2 separate regions of the Mus musculus genome follow, and region 1 is linked to region 2. A link is a contact called in public ChIA-PET data. All regions are on one chromosome and are shown on one strand. Each heading gives the region's core, a stretch centred on a gene start, on an enhancer-like site or on the middle of the called end of the contact. The rest is flanking DNA. Distances are from core to core; before and after follow the strand shown.

Region 1 (7,398 bases), core at 337-2,836, 350 kb after region 2:
GCATGTGAGTGGGGATACACGTGTGCCACAGTGTTCTTCTAGAAGGTCAGAGGATAATCTCGTGGGGTCACTTCTTCCCTTCTACCTTGGCCTGTGTTCTCAGAATCAACCTCAGTGCATCAGGCCTGTGCACAAGCAGTTCTACCTGCTAAGCCACTTCCCGAGCCTATCCTAGTTTACATTTTGTTACCATATTTTTAAATTTTATTTTATGTGTGTTATCACAGCATAGTACATGCAGGGCGTTCCAAGGGTACCCTGCAGCAGTCAGTTCTGTCCGCCCCTGTGGGTCCCAGGAATCAAATTCAGTTGTCAGGCCTGGCAGCAAGCCTCTTTGCTCACTCAGCCAGCTCACTGGTCCCTGTGCCAGTGTTTCACAGCTGGGTGGCTGTGATAGTGGCATTGTCTTTTGTCGACAGTGTAGTTGTTAGTCTAGAAAGGTAGGAAGAAGCAAGGAAGGCATGGCCGTGGAACTACCTCACCACAGAGGAGAGGGATGACCTGCCTGTAGCTGCACAGCAAAACTTAAGCAGTGTGGGTTATGGTGGGAAGATTTTCCTGGGGCTCAACCACAGACCCTGGGATCCAAACTCAGAGCTAAACTCTAGGTGTAGCTGTTCACCACTCAGAAAGCCAGCCCTGGAAGGTCTCTTTCTAGGTCAGAGTAGAGATCTAGAGGTAGGGGATGTAGCTTAGAGGTGGAGCACTTGCACGGCAGGCTCAGGACCTCGGGTTCAGCCCCGGCCCCAGTAAGGACAGGAGGTGAAGTTGCATGCTTTTTTGTGAGAGGGGATGAGTCCCTGTGAAGTCATTTCCTTCCCAGGGTTTCTAGCTCACAGGGGCAGCCTTTGCATAGCACATCTCCAGGCCCTGGGCTCACTTTCCCTTTACTTAGCCCTGTTCCTAGTTTTTGTTAGGACTATTTATTAGCTTCATGTTGAGAGAGCATATGAGGAATGTGTGTGTTCTGTCTCTAACTGTAATTCCCACTTGCTTAGCCTCAGTTCTGTGGCTCACTGGATTGTTTTTTCCAGCACAGTATCTCCAGTTGAGTTGCTTATGTGATTCATCTCTTAGACAGTTTGAGTCTCATAAGCTAGGTGTTTTCAAGGGCTCTTCAGAGGTTTAGGTAAAACAAATGAGCACTGGTAACTGGTAGGCTACCTGGACTCAGAGGACTCAGGAAGTAGAGGCAGGAAGCGCTTGCATTTAAAGTCAGCCTGGCACGTACAGAGAGTGAGACTTTTTTTCAAAGGAAAGAAAAAAAGCCAGCCTTCAGCCTTCATATAAAAGAAGACCATGTCCGGGTCTGGGTGTGAGGTTTTCAGATAACAGTTTCTGTCCCTTGGAGTCTTGTGAACCAGAGCCCAGTGTAACTCTTGACACCACAGAGGACCCTGGGCTGGCAGGTACTGGTGTTACTGGTTGACTGGTTTTCTTCTGCTGGATCTCATGCTGTTCTCTTAAATTCTTTCATGTTTGAGCATGTTGGCTGCCTTTTGACATACACTGCAACACAGCCTCTGCTGAGCCACATGCGCCTACAGCATAGTGACTCCGCCCCGTGTTCAGGAAGAGGCTTCAGCATTGTCTTCCTACCCACTAGCTATGTGCTGTTTGCACTTGGGCACCTGCCAATGCCTCTGCCTTCAGTGTCAGTTGCTTAGTCAGTCTGCATTTCCCATGTGTGCCTTCAGTAGGAAGCTCACAGTCCCATTAGTCGGATGCTTTCAGTACCACTTTCTGGCTGTTGGTCTGCGCCTCCTTTCCCTGTGAGTGTCCTGTTCTCTGCTTGTGGCTTGCCTCTCTTTGGCATCAGGTGATTATTTCTGTCTTCTGTGGTCAATCCTGTTCGTGCTGCGTTGCTTCTGTGTTTGTGTTTCAGTCCTCTTTCTAAGCTGTACAGTGGAGTCAGGGCTAGACCTTCTTAGAAGTCAGGAGTACACATTTCCAAACATGTCACCACAGACAAGATACTTGAACAATAATATTTTGGTATAAGCCAGGAGGTAGAAGCAGGAGGATTAGAAATTCTACATGAAATGCTATCAGAGAAACAATACAAAAACTGTGTAGCCATCAGGATGTGAGAACCACATTTTCCATATTGTAAAATAACTATTTTCCTTCTTTGTTTTTTTCTCTTGAGTTGTTTAAATATATGAATGGGGCCCGGGGCCTGTGAGAGAACAGATGACAGTCCACACTGACCCCTGATTGACTGACAGTGCCCAATCATCTGTACTCACTTAGCTTCTGGCCTAGTTGTCTGTCGTTGTGATAAGATGTCCTGGAAAAAAAACACCTGGAGAGGGATAGGATGTGTGCAATTCACTATTGCAGATCACAGTCCATCACAGAAAGGAAGGCTCAGTGGCCAGAGCTTAAAGCAGCTAGTCGCCTCACACCCACCGTCAGGAACAGAGAGACGGCTATGCCTAGGGAGTAAAGTGCGGCCTGTAAGAAACCCTGGCTCAGACGGTAAGGTGGAAAGCAGTTAAGGAGAATGTCAGCTGAGGACGATACATACATGTGCTGACTTCTGATTTCCACATGGATGGATGGATGGCTCACATGCACTGTGTAAGTTTTAACTTAGTTCAGAGAAGATTTTCAGAAAGAAAGTCTAATCTAAGAAAAGAAACATTTTTTAAACATGTTGGACGCTGTAGATGCATCTGGTGGCCCAGATGTGACCTTCATGCTCACTGCAGAAGTCATTCCAGTTCCCATTTTCAGGCTGATGTCAAAGCTAGTCTTTCTTAAAGACACTTTAAAAAAAATTGTGTGTGTGTGTGTGTGTGTGTGTGTGTGTGATTCTGTGGTTCTATATGTGTATGCCTTTGTGTAAAGGCCAGAGGATTTTAGAAATGCCTACAAAATCACCCCCTTTAAGACAATGTTGCTAGTAGCCTGGAGCTCACCAAGTAGGCTAGACAGCCTGGCCAGAGTCCCAGGGATCCGTCCTCTTGGTACCACTTTCCTAACTCTGGGCTTATAAGTATTTACCACTGCACTATGCATTTTTTTTAGGTTCTGGGACTTGAACACAGGTCCTCATGTTTAGTGTGAAAGCACTTCATAAGAGAGCCATCTCAGCCGGGCGTGGTGGCACATGCCTTTAATCCCAGCACTTGAGAGGCAGAGGCAGGTGGATTTCTGAGTTTGAGGCCAGCCTAGTCTACAGAGTGAGTTCCAGGACAGCCAAGGCTACACAGAGAAACCCTGTCTCGGAAAAAAAAAAAAAAAAAAAAGAGCCACCATCTCCCTGGCTATGGAGATATTTGTAAGGCACTGGGTTGTCTGGAAGCCTCAACAGGGCAGATAAACTAATGTGGAAAGTAATGTTCATTTTCTCAGATATATCATGGTGTATGTGCCCTATTTTAGCAGACCATGGCAGTTGTCTGCTGTGATGGGACATCCTCGAATCAGTGTGGTGAGCCAATTATCAGGTTTCTTACACACTTGCAGAGATGAGGACAGAGACATTCCTCTATTTGGGAGTTTGGAGGCTACCTGACATTATTTTTACCCTCTGCAGTGGAAGAGTCTGTGTCAGAAAGTGCTGACCGCTTTGGACTAGGAAGGGAATTCCTGAGAGTCAGGTACCTGAGTTCAGAGGGTGAAACAAGGAATCTAAAGACCTGAACTGACTGCATGGAAAAGAGAAACTTGGGTTCTCCTCTGGGGACCCTAAAGCTTTACAGTATCCACTCTGTGAACTTTGCTGTCCTGAGAAGGAATGACTCAGCAGTGACAGTGACTGTTGGTGCCAACAGAAGTGCTCAAGACATCATGGCCTCCCCCTCGTGTACATTTCTAGTGTGAAGGAAGCAGGGCCTCGCAGAGGTAAGGGAGAGCCACTCACCTCATAGAACCTGCTGCAGCATGCAGATAGCAACAGGCGTCTGTTGTCAGGGAAAAGAGGGTGTGGAGTTGCTCATTGACTCTGAGATTACTATGGTAATAACCATCCTGGGACTGGTCCAGGCAAAACATAGTCATAAAAAATGACCACTTCTGGCAAGCTGGGCTGTGGTGCTTCAGAGCAAGCCTTCCCAGCCAGTCACCTACAGGTTTGCCTGAGTTATGCTTTGTTATGCCTCTTTGTGGAAGTAGCTACATTGCTAGATACATGGGAATGAGAGATGTGGCTGGTGTTGGGTCTCGTGCCCTGGATCGTCAGTTTGGTTGTGCTGTGAGAGTGCAGGAGGTGAGCAAAGCATACTGCTGGCTGCCTGGCGAGTGTTTCCTGAGAGACTGCAGGGGATAGTGAAGGACACTGTTGGACACAGCAGTGGATGTGTGATTGTGTCTCCACAGCTGAATAGGTTGTCAGGGCTTTGATCTAATCTGGAATTAGTTTCTTGATGACTATGGCTATGACAGCATTATTGGGAAGGATGGAAAGGAGAAGATGGAGCCTTTGAAGGACATGGCATTTGTCCTGACTTCTTTCCATAGTCCTTTTTCTGGTTCACCATAGTGTGAACTAAGCAGCTCTGAAACCATGAGCCTGGATGAGTTCATTCCTCCCCTGTGGACTTTAAGCCTGGGATTTTGGTCACAGTAGTGCAGACTGACAAACTGAGTACAGCATTGCAGTGCTAAGGAGTAGATCTGTAAGCCATTGGGGTACAGCCACTGACATCACAAGGCTAGAAAAGAGCAGGAAAACAGGGAAGGATTGCCACAAGTTCAAGGCTAGGCAAGCCTACAGAATGAGACCTGTCTGAAAACAAACAAAATCAAGAAAGTCACAGTTGTGGGTGGGATCAAAAAGAGCTGTTATTCCACTGACTTTTCTGCTTTCAGGAAGACTTTGAGAAAACAAAGACAAGTGTTTCTGTAGGAAGTTCCAAGATTGTAGCCCTTGGCCAGATTGTCAGTGTGCTTTCAGCAGCCTATACCTGCAAAAGACATGTGTGTGTAGCCTGTGGTTTGAAGATGATTTGTTACAAGGGATACCAAACTCAAGCCCTATTAGATGAGGCTAACCCAAGAAGAGTGCCTCTTTCCTCACTAGTACACCCGTACTGATGGAAGTAACAGTCTCGAGACAGCAGCTTTGATGATAGTGTTAGTTCCACCAAAGTGGACATTTGGAGCTGAGCATATCAGCACACACATGTCTGTAGCTACCTAGCAGTCAGGAGACCAAGGTGGGCAGATGACAAGAAGGAAAAACTGCCTGTTTGTTTTCATTTCTCTCACATCATATAAAGATCTAATAATGTCTTCAGTTTTACCTGAAGGTACACAGAAACACAATCTATGTCTTTCTTTTTATTACATTGTAAATTTTTTGTGTATCTGTATATGTGTGGCTGTGAGTATGTCATGGCATAAAAATGGAAGTTCAGGGATAACTTGTAGGAATCAGGTCTCTCCTACAGTATGGATGGCTCTTGGAGATCAAACTCAGGTTCGAACTCAGAAATCCGCCTGCCTCTGCCTCCCGAGTGCTGGGATTAAAGGCATGCGCCACCACGCCCGGCATATCTGTCTTTTCTACAGATGTTTACCAGCCTCTACTCTCAGTCTCAAATTGTGAGGTAACTTATCTGAGTATCCATGTGTCAGTTACCCACAGAGATGTGTTCTAAAGAGGACAATGTCAGAGAGTTTTACTTTAGGATTATATCTTGGAGTGTGTGTGTGCCCCCACTAAGATGGTTGTGACGTCACTGGTAGTCTCACTGAACCCTCATTGACCTAAGCAGTGTTCCCCTGGTTTTATATGAAGCCCTGCACACTTTAGTGGAAATCTGCTTTGTTAAGAAGCTGGCTTTGCAGCATACCATTTGTTAGCTTTATGCAGAGATGCATCAGTGTATTTGAGGTGACAGGAGAGTTATTATATAAATCAGTAAAAGCCAATGTCTGAGAGCAAAATAGGTGGGTGGGTAAAGGGGGGACAGGGGTTGTGGCAGCAGGATTAGCAATCAAGCCAAGGTTGCCAGTGGTGCTTGCTAACTAAGAATCCGACTAGGAATGTGCCAGAGGATTGTGTGTCTGGGAGGATGAACTCTAGGTGCAACTGAGGTCTTGTCAGCCAGCCATAGACTAGCACAGCAGTTTTCTCAAACAGCGGCAAGAAACCTTCCTAGCACACTCTGCTGCTCTGCCAGCATTTGACAAGAGGCAGTCAGGTAGGTGCTCATTCAAAGAATCTCTTTCACTGTGTCTGCTTTCAGAGTGGATTGATTTGTTCTGGGTAGAAATTCTCTAGTACAGCTGTGTTTGCCAGCCAATTCCTCATCACAGTGCTGGGTCAGCAGCTGTTTGCCCCACACATTTAGTAGTGGTTTTAGTTCTTCACATTCTGATAGTAGCAACAGGCTCACCACCATTTCACCAAGGGTCCTGATCCTATGGCTCCATCTTGGAAACTATCCTATTGTTCAGATGACTCACCCAGTTGGCTGTGTGTACTGCTGAGTCTATAGTGTTCAGATAACTGACACACATCCTTTATGAACGAGTAGGGGGCAGAAAGTAACTGAGAGGGAACATGGAACCATGCCAGGTGATCTAGGCCTTTACAAAGGCCTCCCTGCTCTACAGAGTGAGTTCCAGGACAGCCTGGGCAACTTACTGAGAGTTTGCTTCAAACTAATAATGAAGACATGGGAGATGGACATCTCAGTGGTTAAGAGCACTTGGTCTGGTACCTAAGTACATGCACAAAAGCCAGACATGGCTGCACATGCCAGGAACCACAGCATGGGGGTTGGAGACAGGAAGGTCCCAGGAGTTCACTGGCCTACCAGCCTAACTGAAATGGTGAGCTTCTGATTTAATGAGAAACCCTGGCTCAAAATGAGAAGACAACTGAGGGTGACACCCAGTATCCTGCTCTGATAACCACATTCTCACATGCATGTAGCACATGCACACACATACCACACACACCTTTTTGTTTAATCACCAGTATTGGGGAAAAGTATCAGTATTGTGCTTTCTCTTTGCTACAAGTTCAAGAACATGATGAATATGGTAAGATGTTTCTTATTTCTTTGATTATAATTAGTACATGCTAAGTTTTTGTTTTAATTAGAGCGGGACATATCTATACTTTGAAAGTCAAATGCATACTTGTTATGAAAAATGTCTGCACTCCATCTCCCAGAGCCAGTCTGGGTTCCAGGATTACTTGAAACACTAGTCTCTGAAGTTGGGTCGACTCTATCCACCCTTGCTGTGGCTACACCTCTGTTCCTCCACATCCTGAAGTTAGGTGCTCTGGGATCTTCTTCTGCAACAGACAGCAATCTCTTTACTTGCAAGTGCCCCTCAAGCTTTCTCATGCCCAGAGTTTAACACTCCCACCTGGTGGTTTTTTTTTTTTTTTTGGTTGTCTTAAGCCTTTAGAGGAGCAAACAGGTAGAGGAT
Region 2 (7,418 bases), core at 2,451-4,950:
TAGTGGCAGTCGGATATGGCCCTGAAGGTGACCTGTATGGAGGCATGAAAGCAAGGGGTGATGAGACTGGTGGAACCACTGTGTGAGCTGCTTTGGGGGTGGGGGGGGCAGGAGTGCAGCATAGCCAAAACCATATGGGTGTTTCCTAGGGTTGGAGGGGTCTGTGAGGACTGGGCACAGGCAAGCTCTTTCTACAGGACATTCAGCCTGTCTGTGCATGCCAAGCAATGTCCAGCAGATACTTGTATCCCTGTCCTGGGCTGTGGGTCTGCAGTACTCACCCCCTCCACCCAACTAGGGTTCCTCCCTGCCGTGTGCTGTGTGGGTCTGCTGAGCCTCAGCTCTGCCATCTGCAGTCCAGCTCAGGGCTGCTAGCTCCTGGAGGCCCATGGCAGTTATCAGAAGGAGATGGAGTGGGTACCATTCAGTCTGAGAACCCAGGCTCAGCGCCCTGCCTTGAGTTCCTAACTCCAAGTACTCAGCTGATGGTTCTGCTTCTGAACCATCCTTCATCCTTGAACCCCCCCCCAGCCCCCGCCCTCCACACCTGGCACAGAATGAACTTTGAGCATGAGGACCTCAGGGATGCCCTGGTTGTGATGGCTCACGTCAGATTGGGGTGGAGACAGGAGGATGGGGAGCAGGCCTAGCCACTCCCTCTGGAAGTGTGGACCTCTTCCATTAAAACATCAGCGTCGGAGATGGCTCAGCTAATAAAGCATTTATCATGCAAGTGGGGGCTAGAGTCTGGGTCCCTAGCCACCCACAGAAAAACTGAATGGGCTTGGGGGATTCCTGGTTCAAGCTGACTAACTAGGATAACCCCATTGGCTCTGGTTGTAGCCAGAGACCTTACCTCAGTAATAAAGGAGAGAATGGCTGAGGAAGATGTTGGATGCCATTGCTAGAGACCTCAGGGCAGAGTCTTTTCTTTCCTCTTCATCTTCCTAATCCCTATCTTATTCTCTCCCCTGTTGCCTCCCGCTTCAAGTGTTCATTCCTGTCTCCCTTTCTGTCTCCCATTGTCTCATTCACTCCCTGTGTCAGCCTTCTTGTCGGTTGCTTCCCATGAGACATCTTTCCCTAAGGCTCTGGGGAGGCTCCTGGGCCACTTGGGCCATGGATGTGAGCCTAGGAAGTCACATCAGAAAGGACAGTGTAAACTGCTTCTAGGAAAGTCAGGGAGGGGAGGAGAGAGGAGGGACTCTGGGACAGAGCAGATAAAAGGCTTCCAGGTAACGTCTGGGGAGCCCCACCCTAGGTCCTTACTCTGGGGTCCACCAGTCTTATTCCAGAATCTTCATTAAGAATCAGCTGCTCTGAAGCTGGGGGTGGGGAGCTGTCTCCTCTGGGATCCTATTTGAGGAGGAGGCTGCCTTCAGAATGGGGGTCTTGCTCCATGGGGTAAGGGGTAGGCTTGGTGACTAGGTGCAGGGACAGGTTAGATGAGACAGTGCCCAAAAAAATGAAGCAAAGGACTGGCCAGCATGGGCAGCCTAGGCTTGAAGGTGGAAGTGTACCATAGTCTGAGTTTTGGTTTCCTTATGGGCAGGGAGCCCCAAAGGAGTCCAAGAACCAGATGGAAGAGGCATAAGATAGTGGAGGAATTCTTTGTGGATTTTTGTAGAGATTATACACACACACACACACACACACACACACACACACACACACACACACACACACAGAGCCACCTCCCTCTCCATTGGTGGTTTCCATCACCACCGACAAGCCTTCTGAGCCTGCAGCAAGCACCTCTTTGTTCTCTGAACAAAGGGTGAAGATTGCTCCTTTCTTACAAATGAGTAGGTGCATCTTGGAGATTGCTCCAACTAGGTGCATACAGACCAGCCCCTTTCACGTGTCCCCTCAGGATTCTGACCTCCGTGGGGACCTGCTTCAGTGGTAGTTGTCTCTCCAGCCATTCCACACACCCCTTTAATTCTCCTTTTGAGTGCTGTAGGTTAGTTAAATCCCCCTGCTGGGCCTGAAACCCACAAAAGTTCAATGTCAAAGCCTATCTGGCTGTTTTCAAGCCTCTGAGATGAGCTAGGGGATAAAGGGGACTTTGCCAGCAGTTACCACTGCCCCCCAGCACTTTGGGGTCAGGATCTGCCAGCAAAGGGAGGGGGTCCTTATCTCCTGGTATCTGGTGTGACATGAAGGACTCAGTCCTGAGAATCTATACCACACCTGGCCCTGTGTCTTTGGTCCTTGGATTTCCTACCTCCATCCTTGCCTGGCTTTGTATCATAGGTTAATCTTAGTTCCTGACAGCCAGTACAGATAATGGGGAAAGAGCCTATTTTTTGTCTCTGTGGGCTACAGGTATCTCTCAGGAGAGTGGCTGCATCCTGATGTGGTGGCAGTTCCCACCAGGACTCCAGGGACTAGACTCTGTCCTTTAGCCAGGAAGGTAGCTCCTTGTTGTGATTGGCAGCTTAGTCAATCTATCAACCTTGAGGAGTCTCCTGGCTTTTGATGAAAAAGTCCTGAATTTTATTCATTGTGAAGGACTTGTGCACCTCATTTCCCTGGTAAGCCAGGTGGCTGATGGGAGACAGAGAGACTCCTGGGTCCTGGTAGGAAGTATCTGAGGCCCAGATTCCTTATCGGACTCTCCCATGGGGTGACCTGAGCTGCAGAAGGCCTAGTCTCGATGTCTAATTAACTCCGTGAGGGGGTCATGGCATCTCCATCCTTCCACAGTAGCTGGGATGTTCATGCCCACCTGTACCTGCATTGTGTATCCATTTCCATAGGACACAGAATGCTGACAGCCTGGGCTCAGCCCCAGTAAGGCTCCTGCCTGTGGTCAGCAAATGATTGAGATGAGGGATACTCGCCAACCTCGAGCCGCCCAGCGAACCATGGTGGCTCTCAAGGCCTGGCTGTATCTAGGCTCTGTCCAGGGCCAGAGAGTGCATGAGGGGGAAGCTCAGCCTCCGTCAGAGCTGGGACACCATCCGGTAGAGCCAAAAACCCAGCCTTAACAGAACAGGGCCAGGTACCAGATGCTGAGGCATGGATGAGAACATCAAGCCCAGGCTGCTGGGCTCCAGTGGGATGCATAGTCTGTTACATATGTCTTGTATTGCATGGAAGATGGTCTGTCACAACAGATGTCAGTCCAGGTGACCACATAGGTGCCCACTTAAGAGATGGTCCCAAGGGCTGGTGTGTGCCTGCCAGTGAAGGCAAGTATATAGTGACTGTCAATTTGGGGGTTAGTGATACTGAGGACAAGAGACCTGGAAGTGATCCTCTCACCCAGCATGCTGTGTGTAGTTTTCCTAGCCTTATGTCTGTGCATCCACTGGTACCCACCTCAAGCCCCTCACTGTTGCTCTCTGAATTTCATAGCCAGAGGAGGCACATATCTCTGATCATCCTAGATCACCCATTCAGACATGGCTGGGAGTATGGTGGTAATACAGGCCAGGTAGCTTAAGTGGGGAACACAGCGGATACAACGGAGCAACCCAGAGCACGGGAAATGCCAACCCTGAATTCCAGTGTGGTGTAGCCCTCTTTCTGTGAGGCAAGTCTTGGAGGTTGGCATTACAAGGTCAGCACTGTGGGTGTAACCACTTTGGCACCATCCCAGCCAGGGGATGGGATGGATGGAAGGCCAGCCTCCCACATCTCCTTCTGTTCCCGCAGCTCACACATGGACACCAGGTGGCGCTGTCGTCCATCAGTTACGTTGGCTGCTCTCTGTCAGTTCTCTGCCTGGCTGCCACCCTGGTCACCTTCGCAGTACTGTCGTGAGTCACCCTCTCCTTGTGTCCCCAGGAAGTCTAGAAAGTTACTGGAAATATAAGTGTTTCCTGTCACTCTGGCCATTCCTCTGTCTGGCTCTGAAGACCCTTTGGGGGGGCGGGGGCATGCGTCCTAGCTAGTAGGGGTACAGATGTGACTATGTGACTGTTCTCCGGTGACTTTCACTTTCATATCTGAGGTGCAGAAAAAATGGAAATAGCAGGGCCTGTAGGGTAGGGTCAGCAGGTTTTAGACATGTCAGAAAGGTCTGGAAAGTCCCACCTTGGCACTTGAGTTCCGGTGGGATCTGAGCCAGGCGAGAGCTAGCACATACATCCTTGACTGCACCCTCATCAGCAAGCAATGGTGCTTGGTTTTGAGGCCAAGTTATGCATAAATGCCTTTGGATGGGGCCCATCAATAACCAAGAAAGCCAAAGAATAAATAAATGCCTTCTCGAGCAGTCTGCCACGCACAAGGAGACAGTGCAGAGGTGAGCATCTTAGGGTGGGAGGCCAGAAAGCCCTCCCTATTGGTAGTCATCCAGGCCTCCAGGAAGAGCCCTGCCAGGAATGACCATAAAAGAATGGCGGGTCCTGTAGCCACCCTCCTGTATCCAAGAGGCGCCCTCCCTTCCTGCTGCCCTCAATTTCGATGATGCCCATGACGTCATGGGGTGTATTTTCTGCAGGTTCTAATTTAGAATTTCAATTAGTTCCCTCCATCTCCCCCACCCCATCCCTCACAGTGGAAAGGGTGAAACAGAAGAGGGCCCAGGGAGGTTAGAGGAGCCACTGAACTTCCGGGAAGGGCTCAGGCTGTGCAGAGTGGCTGGAACTATGAAAGGAAGTAGGAGGCTAGCCCAGAACAACCAGGGTCCAAGCAGGGAGCTATGGCATGGGCAGGGGTAGGAGCTATGAAGATACTCATGGTTTCTCAAAGAGAAGTAGAGAGGGGACCCGAGTGGGGGTAGGATGTCGAGGCTGAGCTCCGGGACTTACACCCGCCTCTCTGTCTTCAGTTCTGTCAGCACCATTCGGAACCAGCGTTACCACATCCACGCCAACCTGTCCTTCGCTGTCCTGGTAGCCCAGGTCTTGCTGCTGATCAGCTTCAGCATGGAGCCTGGCACGGTGAGTGGGTGCTGACCCTCGGCCGGCAGCTGTCTCTTCTTGAGTCACGGCAGTGGCAGTGGCAGTGGGCATGGCTGGGGAGTAGCAGTGGGCATGTGGGGAGTGGCAGCAACACGGGCTGTAGAACTCTGGCCTGAGAAACTGAGCCTTGCCTCCCCAGGAATAAAATGAGGTCCTGGGAATAAATAAGAGTAAGCAAAGCCTCAGCACGGCCCCCCCATGTACCCCGTGGTCTCACCCTGCACCTTTGCTTGGCTACCAGGTCCCGTGCCAGGTGCTGGCTGTCCTCCTACATTACTTCTTCCTGACCGCCTTTGCTTGGATGCTGGTGGAGGGACTACATCTCTACAGCATGGTGATAAAGGTCTTCGGCTCAGAGGACAGCAAGCACCTCTACTACTATGGGATAGGCTGGGGTATGTAGTAGGGGAGGGGCAGAGGGCAAGGATAGGCTGGGGTGTGTGGCAGGGGTGGGGCAGATGGCAGGGGTGGGACCTATTAATATAGGTTGGGAGGGATGAGGTGGGCCGGGTAGGGATGGGGCAGATGGAATGGAATGGGTTCTGGTGGCAGAGAGGCAGAGCAGGTGACTGTGGGGCAGGGTTTGGTAGAGACGGGATGGGTTTAGATGGAGATGGGGTGGGTTTAGCTAGAGATGGGTTGGGTTTAGGTGGAGATGGTATGGGATGGGGGGGGGATCAGGTGTGGAGGGACATTGCTGGAGATGGGATTGGTCAGCGTGACTCATGGTGTATCAATATACCATTGTCTTGGAAAGAGTCTGTGTTTTGCTGTTGGACAGCGTGTTCAAACCCTGTCAGGCTTAGCTAGTTCAAGGTGACATTCGAGTTCTCCATTCTGACCTAGGTCTTTCCTCTGTTTGCTCTGCTCATTTTTTTTTTGAAGTGAGATGTTGACGTCACTTGGCCCGTTCCTGTTTCTGCTCCCTCTCTGCCTTCCTTTGACTTAAGTGGGTATTTTCCTGTGTGGCGCTTTAATACTCTTAATGAGCTCACCTTGTATTTCCTGGGTCGTTTTCTTTAGCGGTTACCCCCGCACATACTGTATGCATTTCAGCATATTAAAATCTATTTTATGTTCTCACTAAATTACAGTGAGACGGGGAAGCGTTGCTGTTAAGTGTTTCTATTACTTTATCCCCTTTTTTCTGTGGTTATTGCTACACATATCACAACTGCATGGGGGGCCAAGGGTTATGGTATCTCTTTATCAACCTCCCCTCTCTAACAGAAGCCAAGAGAGGAGACCGAGGGTGTGTCTCTGCAGGGTGTGTCTTGTTATCCATCGGACGTACCATGTCTGGTCTTCTGGTCCTCTGCAGATGTCCCTGCAGTCTGAATTGCCATCTGGTCTTGTCACCACGCTCCCACACTGCGTTTCCCTCTCTCCCTCCCGTGTACCTTGGAAGCTTATTACATTTCTATTTGTTATGGACCTAATAATGCAGCTCTATAAATGTCATTTGATATTATTGCTTTTTAACTCAATTGAGAGAAAAGAAAAGAGGAGGGCACCCAACTCCACCGTTGCTTATAATTTCATAAGCTATTGGTGTCATTGTGTGTAGGTCTGTGTTTCTATGTGTGTCCACGAATCTGGGTGCGCGCACGTGGGTGTGTCTCTGTGTTCGCGAGTCTGTCTTTCTGTATGTGTGTGTACATGTGTCTTTGTGCCTGCACTGATGTGCCTGTCATTGCTGTGCGTGCCCCTAGCTCTCTTCCCTGAGCTGAGCATTCTCTTTTCTTTCTGTATCTGGCGAAGCAGCTCTGTCGGCTGTTTATCTCACAACGTCCATCTTGCCTTCATTTTACAAGGTGGCTGTGCTGGACTCGGTTGCTTTTCCTAGGGACACCTTGTGTTCCCTCATTGCCTCTGTCTCCACGGTTGGCCCTGAAGTTCTGCTCTTCATTCTCTCAGGTCCTGGAGCCGGAGGGCTGCTTTTCTCCCATCTCACCCAGCGTTTCCTCTCCCTTTCAGCCTTTGCACTCAGTCATGACCAGGCTGCCTCCCTTCCCAGCTTCCTGGCATTCCTCCTGGTCCTTATCAACTGTTGAAGCAGCCGTGGTGTCTTCAGACACCTGCTTTGCTCTGCTCTCCTCTCTGGCAGCCTGCAGTGCCCACCAGAAGTGCCATGGTGTCTGAGTTTCTCTGGGAACCCTGTTGGCTCCTGTTTCCTCTGATCTCCATGTAGCATAGTCTGCATGGTCCTGACTCTTCCTCCGGCTGCCTGGCCCCTGCCAGCTCCTCTAGTGAAGTTTTCATTTCAATGATTATACTTCTTGGTTCCAGAGTGCTCATTTGACCCACGTTTCTTCTTTGAGAGAGAGAGAGAGAGAGAGAGAGAGAGAGAGAGAGAGAGAGAGAGAGAGAGAAACGCATCTGCTACCTGATGCGTTCTGCTGATAGTTACTTCTATCAGTGTCTTTAATGGCACTGGTCCCTCCCAGGCAGTCTCTCAGATATGTTGTCACTCTGTGATCTTGTGTGACTTAGGACCTTTTG

What was found. ChIA-PET counts read pairs in DNA pulled down with a chosen protein or histone mark.
Region 1: a contact with region 2 is called in an RNA polymerase II ChIA-PET map of memory CD8 T cells, with 13 read pairs. The contact joins two enhancer-like sites. A contact is called at or near these places in 4 of 484 Hi-C or Micro-C datasets (cortical neurons, palatal mesenchyme and pre-hematopoietic stem cells) and 3 of 115 datasets of contacts at active chromatin or transcription factors (bone marrow-derived macrophages, embryonic stem cells and memory CD8 T cells).

What each region holds. Positions count from the first base shown.
Region 1 is chr5:129,523,360-129,530,757 of GRCm38.p6, forward strand. All of the region lies in intron 7 of Sfswap (splicing factor SWAP), which reads left to right. Among named protein-coding and RNA genes, the nearest start is that of Sfswap, 26 kb to the left of the region's middle. Within about 2 kb of position 1,587, at least 50 of the 459 cell types and tissues checked have an H3K27ac peak or open chromatin away from gene starts, as enhancers often do. A contact at or near this core is called in memory CD8 T cells, where this site is marked.
Region 2 is chr5:129,174,386-129,181,803 of GRCm38.p6, forward strand. Adgrd1 (adhesion G protein-coupled receptor D1) reads left to right here. Exons shown (of 25, transcript NM_001347486.1): 16 at 3,664-3,767; 17 at 4,784-4,895; 18 at 5,158-5,311. Among named protein-coding and RNA genes, the nearest start is that of Gm46923, 61 kb to the left of the region's middle. Within about 2 kb of position 3,701, at least 48 of the 459 cell types and tissues checked have an H3K27ac peak or open chromatin away from gene starts, as enhancers often do. A contact at or near this core is called in memory CD8 T cells, where this site is marked.